Linked DNA regions of Danio rerio: regions 1 and 2 are each linked to region 3. Evidence: chromatin contacts called from public HiCAR-type and Micro-C data. All regions are on one chromosome and are shown on one strand. The core of a region is the stretch at or near the end of the contact, and the rest is flanking DNA. Distances in the headings are between cores, read along the strand shown.

What was found. A called contact is a pair of places that touch in the nucleus more often than the background predicts. HiCAR-type assays count read pairs that join an accessible place to other places.
Region 1: a Micro-C map of caudal fin shows a contact between it and region 3, with 2.6 times the contacts expected there. The contact joins the enhancer-like site here to the promoter of samd11 in region 3. A contact is called at or near these places in 3 of 18 Hi-C or Micro-C datasets (caudal fin, fibroblasts and hematopoietic stem cells) and 2 of 4 datasets of contacts at active chromatin or transcription factors (caudal fin and pancreas).
Region 2: a HiCAR-type map of caudal fin shows a contact between it and region 3, with 3 times the contacts expected there. The contact joins the promoter of noc2l here to the promoter of samd11 in region 3. A contact is called at or near these places in 3 of 18 Hi-C or Micro-C datasets (caudal fin, fibroblasts and hematopoietic stem cells) and 2 of 4 datasets of contacts at active chromatin or transcription factors (caudal fin and pancreas).

Annotation. Positions count from the first base shown.
Region 1 is chr23:26,093,682-26,097,423 of GRCz12tu, reverse strand. All of the region lies in intron 13 of noc2l (NOC2-like nucleolar associated transcriptional repressor), which reads left to right. Among named protein-coding and RNA genes, the nearest start is that of noc2l, 23 kb to the left of the region's middle. Within about 2 kb of position 1,678, at least 7 of the 62 cell types and tissues checked have an H3K27ac peak or open chromatin away from gene starts, as enhancers often do. A contact at or near this core is called in caudal fin, where this site is marked.
Region 2 is chr23:26,117,043-26,120,486 of GRCz12tu, reverse strand. It overlaps noc2l (NOC2-like nucleolar associated transcriptional repressor), which reads left to right and starts at 2,073. Exons shown (of 19, transcript NM_001003830.2): 1 at 2,073-2,163; 2 at 3,021-3,149. The coding sequence starts at 2,144.
Region 3 is chr23:25,957,402-25,961,021 of GRCz12tu, reverse strand. It overlaps samd11 (sterile alpha motif domain containing 11), which reads right to left and starts at 1,826. Exons shown (of 13, transcript XM_073938975.1): 1 at 699-1,826. The coding sequence starts at 1,155. All of the region lies in intron 1 of LOC141380490 (a long non-coding RNA gene), which reads left to right.

The sequences.
Region 1 (3,742 bases), core at 429-2,928, 140 kb before region 3:
AATAAACATAACAATTTATTTATATTTATTCTAAATAGTTACAATTAATATTAATATTATTATACAATTATTATTCTAAATAAATAACAGAAATCAATCCGAAATATTACTGGAAAACAACAACTGGAGTGATATGCCAAGATCACTTAAGAAACCTTTTGCATGAAAATTATGACAATTCTAAAGAATTATCTCTGGTTTAAGACCAGATCATGGCTGAGAAATCATGTTATGAAGTCTTACCTCCTTGACTCATTATCCCTTCTTTCTGCTTTAAAGCCATGCTTAGTGAAAGTAACATCATCATCATATTATATAAACTTTAGTCGACTTTCAAAACTCGCTGCATGCCGACACCCCTGCACAAAAGGCTGTTATGCCTATTTTGTCGGCGTGCATGCAAACAACCAACCGGGATTCACACAGGAGTGCGTGAGGCGCGCGGGAATGGTTTTCTGCGCGCATGCATCAGTTTGCTTTCACCAGTGTTGAACCTGAGGGGGAGAGCTACGTCAGTAACACCAATAATAATTTTGTGGCTGCATTTTATTTATTTATTTATTTAAATATTGGGAATTTATAAGTACATTTAAATCAATAATGTCAACAGCAAAATTATATTGGGGTGGTCAAAGGGGTGGCCACAGGGGTGACCAGAGTTTACTGAGGGGTGGCCGTGGCGGGGCGCCCCTGCGTGCACCACGTTTACGTCACTCCCAATATGTACGGAAAAAAAGAAATAATGAACTTGCACACGCAAAAGACACGACGTGAATGGCCCTTAGTTAATTCCCTCAACCACAGTTAATTCTCTGGGTCGTGCTCGTTAGCCTCAATGTACAAGCTCTAAACTGTAAACGAGTGCACAGTTTGCGTAACTGTTTAGTTGCAGAAGTTTTGTTCCATGTAGAACAATGGGGTTGAGAAACCTTTACAATTAATTAACGAATGACGAATTAAAACATAGTTAATAGTGTTAACAGGTTAAACAGATATAAAAAGAAAAGGAAACTTTAGAAAAGTTTCTAATTATTATAATTGTTGTGGTTATTATTTTTATTATTATTATTATTGTTCTTATTATTATTTTTATTATTATTCTGTTTGAGCTCATTACTACATTGTTTTACTTCATTACATTTTCAATGTTGGATAATGCTAACAGTGAAATTTAAATATGAGCTTAAATACTAGCATTAACTGTATCACATCTGTAGTGATAATATGCATGAACCTTCAGAGATTATTCTAACATGCTGCTCTTTATTGTTCTAATTTACCATGATATATTTAGTGTTCATTAATGAATAGACATACGGTTAAACATTTAATACACTACTGCTAAATGTAAATGCAATTTTTCAATCCAATCTCTTGGCCAGCAAAGATAATTCTAAATAACACGCACAAGCTCTATTTAAACTAAAACAAAGGACAATCACTTTAATGCGTGAGATGAAGGACTAGATAAAGATGGCCCCTCCTCCTGGGCCAGTAGCCTGTCATGTCTTCATGCTGACTGGCTGTAACTGGATTGAGGTTAGGAGATGAAAGCCTGAACACGCTGCTACACAGGCTAAAGCGCCGTGCGCCGTGCCGCTGCCAAGAGGATTGCCACACAAGCTGCAGGGATTATCCTGCTCTCCTGGTTGGCACGGGGAGGCTTTTCCAGTACATTCACCCAGGCCAAGACACCGCAGCCACAGGCCCCCCGAGACGCCGCTCCACCCTTGCTGTCTGGGATCTCTGTCTGACTGACTAAATCTTAAATATTTCCCAACTAGTAAGGGCAGTTAAGAGCAGGGTTTTCCCGTTTCCATTGCGGAGGAATGTGTTTGCGAAGGCTGCGGCTGTGAATTTTAGGTAGGGCAAAGGATTTAGATCCGATCCCTGCCTTAAACCGGGTCAGGATTAGTGTGAATGCTTGGATGCCAGGTGTTGAGTAGAGATGTGAATATATGCTTTGGGAGGAAGAGCTGCCAAATCTGTGTTGGGAAAAATGCCTGACTGGAAAGTTTTTCCATGTTTATAACATTCTCTGAAACAGGTGTCATGTGCAATGGACATTACTTGTGCTACTGGGACTTTATTATTCTATAAATATAAAAGGTCTGATAACTTTTTTTATATTTAAAAAAAATCTTTTCATTTCATTTTTTCATTTTTCATTTTTTTTGTAGAAACGATAGTGGTCAGAATAACAAATATTACAACAATTATTGTTTTCATAAAACAATGAAAGTAAAAAAATTATATGAAATCTGAAACATGGCACATTTTTTATTTAATGCAAAAATGGAAAGAAATAAATTTTACATTTTGAAACATTTGCAAACCTGTAATAAATAAACTTCATAGTATTAAAAACAAATACTATGAAAGTCATTTATTATAAGTTTACAACATTTTTCAAAATATCTTCTTTTGTGCTCAAAAGAACCAAAAAAATCTCAAACTGCTCAATGAGATGCCCAAACTAGGACCTGCGTGCCAAAGTTGGCCCCATGGTAACCTTGGATTTAGCCCGCGATTTCATCTGAGAAGAGAGGAAGAATGATGGGCATGGTTTAGAGATTGTCATTTTAAATCTAATGTAACCTTTTGTTTGTTTTATTGTTAAAAGCTAACTGAAATTAAATGTTTCAATTAAATATTGTAAATTAATCAGATTTAGTTTAAATGTACATACTGTCACCTGATGGATAGAGGACAATGCAGAGACTTTGGTGAGCAAATCACGAGAAAGGCAGATTCTGTGTGCGTGACTAGTGTATTCAGCATTGAACTCCACTGTTCACTTATGTTTTTATTGCAAAAATTATCATTCAGTTATAGTGCATTAGTTAAAATTATTTAAAGTAAAGTTTTTTTTATTTTTTTTAAATATTATGAAAGAAACTCAAAAATTGACCGTGGCAACTTTAATGTATTATAGTTTGGTATATTTTCCCTGGGCCAATGGCTCATAATGATATTTTTGTTTTGTTTTTTTGGCCCTTTTATACGAAAATCTTTGGGCATCCCTGCCTTGTAGTATGTTAGTTGATACACCTCTAATTGCTGCCCTGTGTAACAAAAGTCTCTTTTTTATGTTTAACTTGACTAAAAATCAGCAGTCCTAAAATACAATGCTCACAGCACCTAACAAATGTCAATAAACTCTGCAAAGATACGTCTGAAGCATGTCTATATAAACCTATAATTAAAAATAATGCTGTGTAAGGCCTGAAATAAATATACTGTCTGCAAACATTTGAACGCAGTGGTCCTAACTACCCAAGATAGATATTGTGTATTGTTAGACTACTAATATATTAGACTACTAATAAATATTTGCATTGTATTTTAAGCATTGCTGCACATGAGATTATAGCTATTGTATATGATAGTGTAAACTTTTACTTTTTTCATATGCTATTTTATCAGAATTGGTTTACATTAAACAAACGCTTTTGTCAAACAATCAGATGCATGGGAGTGAAATGAAAGGAAAAGAAATATTTAAAATTTGGAAAAGCTTTATCAAATTTTATGCAAGCTGAACTCATTGTCCTTTGTTAATGCTGTAAAATATGCATGTTCAACTGTCAAGCACTCATACAATGAGACGATGTTGATAGGCACCTCAGCTAAAATCAGTATATTAAAGTAATTCTTCACCCAAAATGAAAATTGACATTTATTCAACTTTTACATGTTTCAAACCTTTGGGTTTTTCTATTAAACACACAAAAAAAGTAAA
Region 2 (3,444 bases), core at 824-3,323, 160 kb before region 3:
TACCCATCAATGTGTGGCTCATTTTGGATTCTCGGAAGCTTTAGAAATTATAAATGTAAACAGGAAGTACTTTTGGGAACATTGTTTTAGTATACATCAGGGGTCTCAAACTCAATTTACCTGGGGGCCGCAGAAGGCGAAGTCTGGGTGAGGCTGGGCCGCATAAGGGATTTCACAAAAAAAAGTCCTCAAATGTCATTATTAACAGTTTTAATTATTTCTTCTGAACATGAAGTGTCCTGAACATTAATAGAACATTGAGTGAAGATTATGAACAGTTCTTCTGAACATGGCATCTTTTGCCTACTTCTTGCTGCCAGAGACTTGACAGCGCTTCTTCTCACAAATCTGAACCACATTTGGCTTTAGAGCGGAAGCAGTTGAGACCCTCAGTATGGCTTGAAGATGATCATCATTAAGTCTAGACCTGTACTTTGACTTATTGAAGTCCTAGGGAAAAAAGTGGGGGAACTCACTCGAAACTTCCATTCCCTCACCTAAAAAAAGGCGTATATATGTATAAATAAAACACCCCCACCCCACTCCAGTCACATCAGTCTGTACCAGTCTGTATCTACCTATAATATATATTAGATGCAGGGCAGGCACGTGCACACATAGAGCTCAACCTGTGCAGAGCACATGCCCTTTTTAGTCTTGCATAGTAAGTGCCCTTCCAAAATGATCAAAAGTGCCCCCGCGACGCGACACACCCTCGGTCCCGCCCTTCAGTAGGCGCGCGATAACTCCGCTCTTGAGTACGTGCGCGACAACACAGCTGATCAAAACGCGCGCGACAACGTGCATTGAGTGACAAGCGCGCTGTGTACGGATAGAATCAGCGGAGCGGGGATCGCTCTCTCTCCCCGCTCGCTGATTCTGTCAGAGTACAGCGGTCGGCGCGGGCCACAAAATATTGCACTGAGGGCCGCAAATGGCCCGCGGGCCGCGAGTTTGAGACCCCTGGTATACATCCTTCAAAATGGCCTTATTAGGGATTGGCTGAGTAAAAAAATCAGTCCTGCAATTCCCGTCCAATCAAATTCCACAAGTAAATTGCACCATACTGAACAACCTGAAGATGGGCACTTTATAAATGCAGTAAACCGCTAGGAAGTATTAAAAGTGTCCAAGAAGATGTCCAAAATTTTTACATGCAATGACCCAGAGACTGTTTAGTTTGCATGATGAGAAGATGAAGGATGTTTACTGTATGACTGAAATCATCAAGTGGCCTTAAACAATAACTAAATGCACTACATAATGTTATGTTTTCACACACACACATACAAATTGCAAGTAAACACTTCAACATTTTAATACTCACTACTCTTGAGTACTTTCAAAAGAGCTACTTTTTACTCATGCTACTAGTAATATTTACAACAGATACTTTTACTCACACTATTTTTTAACAGTATTTTTAACTTGAGTATGATTTTTTTGGTACTCTTTCCACCACTGATATTAATATTACAGAAAACAGTTCACTGGAAGCCCTTGGGCTGTGTGCATATAGACCATTGCTTAGGTACAAAAAAGCAAACTGGAATTAAATGTTTCAATTAAATGTTGTAAATGAATCAGATTTTTAAAATGTAAATACTGTTACTCGACGGAAAGAGGATTATGCAGAGGCAAATCAAGACAAAAACTAGTGTAATTCTATTATAAATTAGATTGTTTTGTTTTTACTGTAATAAGCTTATTTTAAAATGTCAAAAAATAGTTTAGTTCATAATAAACAGTATTTTCTAGTATTTTTTAAATATATATCATTAAATAAAATAAAAAAAATACCCAATGGCAACTACATTTACCTTTGGCCCACTAGTCTTAATCAAGTTTGGTTATGGGCACTTCATACGAAAAAGTTTGGTCACCCCTGCTCTAGCTGTTGACATTTTAGGATTACCAAGAGCCACACTTTCTTCTTTAGAGTTTAAAACGTCACCAACATCTTGGTTGTGTGTAACTGTACCGGGAATTTAGCTTTTATGGGAAAACTGGCAATTTAAATAAAAAGGACCTGAGTTATCGACCCTCTGCGTTTATCGCATCGTTAAACAAAAGATCAACTGAGCTGAGTTCCCTAAAGCGTTGCATTGTGGGTATTACGTCTCAGTGCACGTTTTTATCCAGCATGGCAGGGAAAAACAAGAGGTATGTCTAATTCGTATCTATTTAATCTCGTTTAAATAGTAGCATATTATTGTTTGTGTTTCAGTACAGATAACTTGAATGTATACGGGGGTGTCAAACCCTAGTTCACTTCATAAGACGCTTCTTTGGTGAAATTTAACGGTAGCTAGCTAGTTTTAGCCACTGAAGATGGGTCAGAACTCATAGGTTTTGTATTAGTTTAGTATATACATTTTCAGTTTTGTGTCTTCAGTGTTCAGTGATTTTATTGATGCGTTTTTTTAAATCGCGTTCATGATGTATTACATTTTAATAGAAGGGAAATTATCTGAACATGCAGCATTGATAACATACTGTGTTAAAAATATGTATGCATTTGAACCTAAGAGCTCTTTTTTATTTTAAATAATTAATATATTGAAATAGGAGTAATTACAGAAGGGTTTGAACAATTTACTTTACAGATAGACCTAAATATAATCGTTTTCGTGTAAAGATGCTCATGTCATATATCATACTGACTGTAGTATTGTGCTATTATGTGTCATCTATTAAAATTAAATGTTTTATTTTAGGCATATTAAGTCTCATTTCATTTTAATCAGTTGTGATGTATTCAGTTATTCAATAAAAATATATAATAGAAGATAATTTAGTTAGAACTAATTAATATATTATTATTAATTATAAAAATATGTTTACTTTCTACAGCACTTAGTCAATCCAAAGAGTGCTAGACGAGCAAATGTAATCAAAACAAGCTAGTAAAAGATACAATCCCAAACACATAATTCCTACTATGGCCACAAATATCTAGACTAACTGTAAACAAAAAAAAGATTGGATTCTTTCATGATATCTATGTTATGTTTTTGCAGAAAGTTGGAGGATCTCAGTGTGGATGAGTTCATGTTGTCTGGGTTTGATTCTGATGAGGAAGATGACTGTGAGGATGAAGAACCCTCACCAAAGAAAGGAAAGAGCAAAACGCCTGCACTTCAGAAAACGTAAGCAAATGCTTTACATTCAGATGGTCATTCCAGTGTTCTGGGCCCAGTTTTTCAAAAGGTTTAATTCGGATAAAATTGATCCGGATTTAGTCATCCTGTTTTTGCGATCTGTGATCTCGTAATCCAGAGATAATTTTTGAGCCAGTTTTTCAAATCAACATCGGATTGGATCAATCTGTATCGGATAGGAACTTTTCAGGATCACTAAATCTGGATTACCAGTGCTCATTCAGGATAGGAAATCACAATCTATTGATACGTAAAGAGCAACAAGTAGAATAGCCAGTGTGGG
Region 3 (3,620 bases), core at 577-3,076:
TGAAAAATGAAGTTAAAATGCTGCCTTACAATTTGTGACAACCTGAATAACATTTTAACTGTACTTATCGACTACTAACCGATGAAGTAGAGAGTTATAACTTTAAAAAGTGATAAACTTAATAGACATGAGATGACCGTGACAAACTAGATTAGCCTATATGTAAATAAAGATGTCATTACGACACGGTTAATGATACAATGTAAAACACTGTTAAAGAGTAGGGATATCAGCTGAGCGTTAATACAAATGATATAAAATTTAAGTTTCAGACTTGATAACAGTGAATGCGGTTGAAATTTTAGTAAACAAAAGCTTAATCCACAACTGTTTGATAATGTGCCACGGTGACATAAACCTGATCTACTCTACTTCATTACAAAACCAGCTTTACGCGTCTAATTTATCCTCAAAAGATTTAACATGCTATTCAAAACATTGATTTTATTTAACACATACAAAATCCACGTGCGTCAAAACTATTGTTCACCTTTTTGTTCCAGCAGTGAGAATCCAAAGTCGTTCGACTCCAAGCAGAATGAGCTCTAGTTCCCAACGCACTAAAGTTACAGCAGTTGAGTAACCCACATTTCTATCCAGAAAAAAGCTCTTCTGTTAACCCAAGAAGAGGACTAAAGCTCAATTAACCCCCGTTTCAAAAGTAACATCCATGCGTGTGCACCCGGCAACTGACTTACCCTTGTGCCTGATACTGCGTTTCCAGTCTTTGGCTGTCTCTCTTCCACTGACAAACTGGAACTCGTTTGGGGTGAGCCACTCAGTCCGGTATTTGATGGAGGGCCCTTTGCTGCCCTGGCACAGTTTGTTAATGTACAGTAGTGCTTTGTTTTCCCCGCATTCCACTTCGATACAAGGCTCCCCGTTGTCGAAAAACGGCTGAAAGTCCGGGATAGACGAGAAGCTCTCCAGCATGAAGTCGTCCGGGTGGTGGTGAAGGTGCTGCTGATGCAGCGCGGTGTCGCGAAAGCCCAAGTACGCGCGCTGGTGATGGGCGAAAATGTGATCGTACGGCGGCGGATGAGGGGTCACCACGGGGATAGCGGTGGCATTTAAAGGGGCCAGGTATTCAGGCTGGTTGAAGGCGGCTAATGCCATGTCTTCTCCATCCAGTCTCTCCTTTTTGATGGCAGGCATGTTACCCGAAGCGGAGCGCCGGCAACGAGTGATTAGCAGTTCATGCGTCCCAACTTGTGTCCCTGTTCGCGGAGTTCCAGGCGCACCGGTGTGTTTACGCACGACTCCCGCGTCGCTGCCTGACAGCAGAGCGCTTAAGTTCAGCCATTCACCACTTCACTCTTCTCCTCAGTGCTCTGCTCGCATGACGGGTCTCCCCGCGCTCCTGCCCACCACATCTAATCGGACTAATGCCTGACATCTCCGCCAGATATTAGCGCTGCTGAGCGTGCTTTAATGATTGTTTATCCCGCGTTTCCTTTAAAATAATCGCTATGGCAACTCCGCTACGCTTATATCCTGCATCCACTCCGAGTTTATTTATGTCCAGGCACAACGCAGCTAGGGCTTTAACACATAAAAGCCCGTGTTTGTGTAGTGTAGATCACGTAAATGTTCAGTAGTATATGCACAGTGGGTAGGTAGTGAAACAGACTATCTTGGAGCATTTTCATATCTGACGAAGATAGAGACAATTATGCTATCTATGTGCGCCTTTTCGATTGCAAATGATGCCTGGCGCTAATGGGACTTTGGATTTTTTTCTCTCCCCTTCGTTTTTTAACCCCTAATACGTCGCTGAAGTCACGCTTTAGTTCACAGACCCAGACCAAACAAGATTTGCACTCTCCGCCGCTTCTCAAACTTGGCCCATTTAAACAGCGGAGGCAGCGCGAGCGCGAGCCCACTGAAGGGGGTCCGCGACGGACGAGCCCGCGTCACTGTTTCCAGTCACTGCAGAAAGTTCAGAGAAATAATTTCATTTAGGTTTTATTTTTCCATTCTTACACAACTATGTGGTTACATTTGTTTGGTTACTTGATTCTTTCTTGTTTAAAAAAATAAAAAACGATTGGTTGACTAATTGTACAAGCTACTCTATGCAGATAAAGGTCACTGTAAGTTATCTAACATGCAGTCCTGACCTGTAAACAGTGCATTATACATTATTTATAAAAAAGACAAAACATTTTGATACATTTCTTATTTTATTCTTGTCAGACATGTGGAGTAGATCACATTATATTAGTGTATCAATTCATGCTTCTCTTGCTGACTTGTTAGCCCATATTTTTATGGTGACAGTTGCTGGAAAGGCGATTTTAATACTTTAATCTGATATAATCTTAACCCTGTGTATAATAATAGATATTATATAATAATTGTAAGAACTTCACAGCACAAATACTTAAAGATAGAAAATGTGGCTATAAACCGTTCTGTATTTAATGAAAATAAAGCCACATATATTTTTTAAATTAATATTTTTTACGTTTTGAAAGAGATCTCTTCTGCTCCCCAAGGCTGCAATTTATTATTATGATGATGATGGTGATTATTATTATTATTAATTCATTTATTAATTTTATTTATTTATTTATTTTTTTGTTTAGTCCCAATAATAATCAGGGGTTGCCACAGCAGAATGAACCGCCAACTTATCCAGCATATGTTTTACGCAGCGGATGCCCTTCCATCTGCAACCCAACAATGGGAAATATTATTATTATTATTATTATTATTATTATTATTATTATTATTTATTTATTATTATTATTATTATTATTATTATTATTATCATTGTTCTGCTAAATACATTTTAATTTTCATTGTACTTTAATGAATACAAGCCTTTATTTGAAATACAATAATTTGCAACTTTATAAACTTTGAAGAAAAAAACAACTTCCCTTTTCTTTTTAATTTTTAAATGGTACTTTGGCACCATTATTAGGTATTATAATTGTATTATATTACAGTTTACATAAAAATAGTAAGCAGCACCTTTTTCTTCATAGTATCTTCCAGCATAAACCACGGCGAATGAAGTTCTGCACAAGACTTTTGGCCAGCGGAGAAATTAAAATGGTCGTGCCCAACTGAGTCTGGTTCTCTCAAGGTTTTTTTTCTTCACTCCCATCAGGTGAAGTTTTTTTTCCCTCTCCGCTGTCGCCACTGCCTCGCATGGTTCAGGATTGGTAGAGCTACGCATCGATGAATTTGCTCTTCAGTGTTTGAACTCTCAGTAATGATTAAATCACACTGAACTGAGCTAAACTGAACTGAACTGAACTTAAACACTAAAACCTGAACCACACTGTTCCAGTTACTGAACCACACTGTTCCAGTTACTATGACCATTTATGTAAAGCTGCTTTGACACAATCTACATTGTAAAAGCGCTATACAAATAAAGCTGAATTGAATTGAATTGAATATAATATAATATAATAATATACCAGCACATTATATATTATTGTCAAGCAAGTTTTTAATTAAACAAGTTTTAATCAACTCTAATTTCATTTGGTTCACAACATGACACCACATACAAATCATAAACAGGTTTTCAGTTCTTCAGTACAACTGGTAGTAAAAATGACTGCTGTAAGTCACTGTTTTATTATTTTAAGTGAATGCAACAA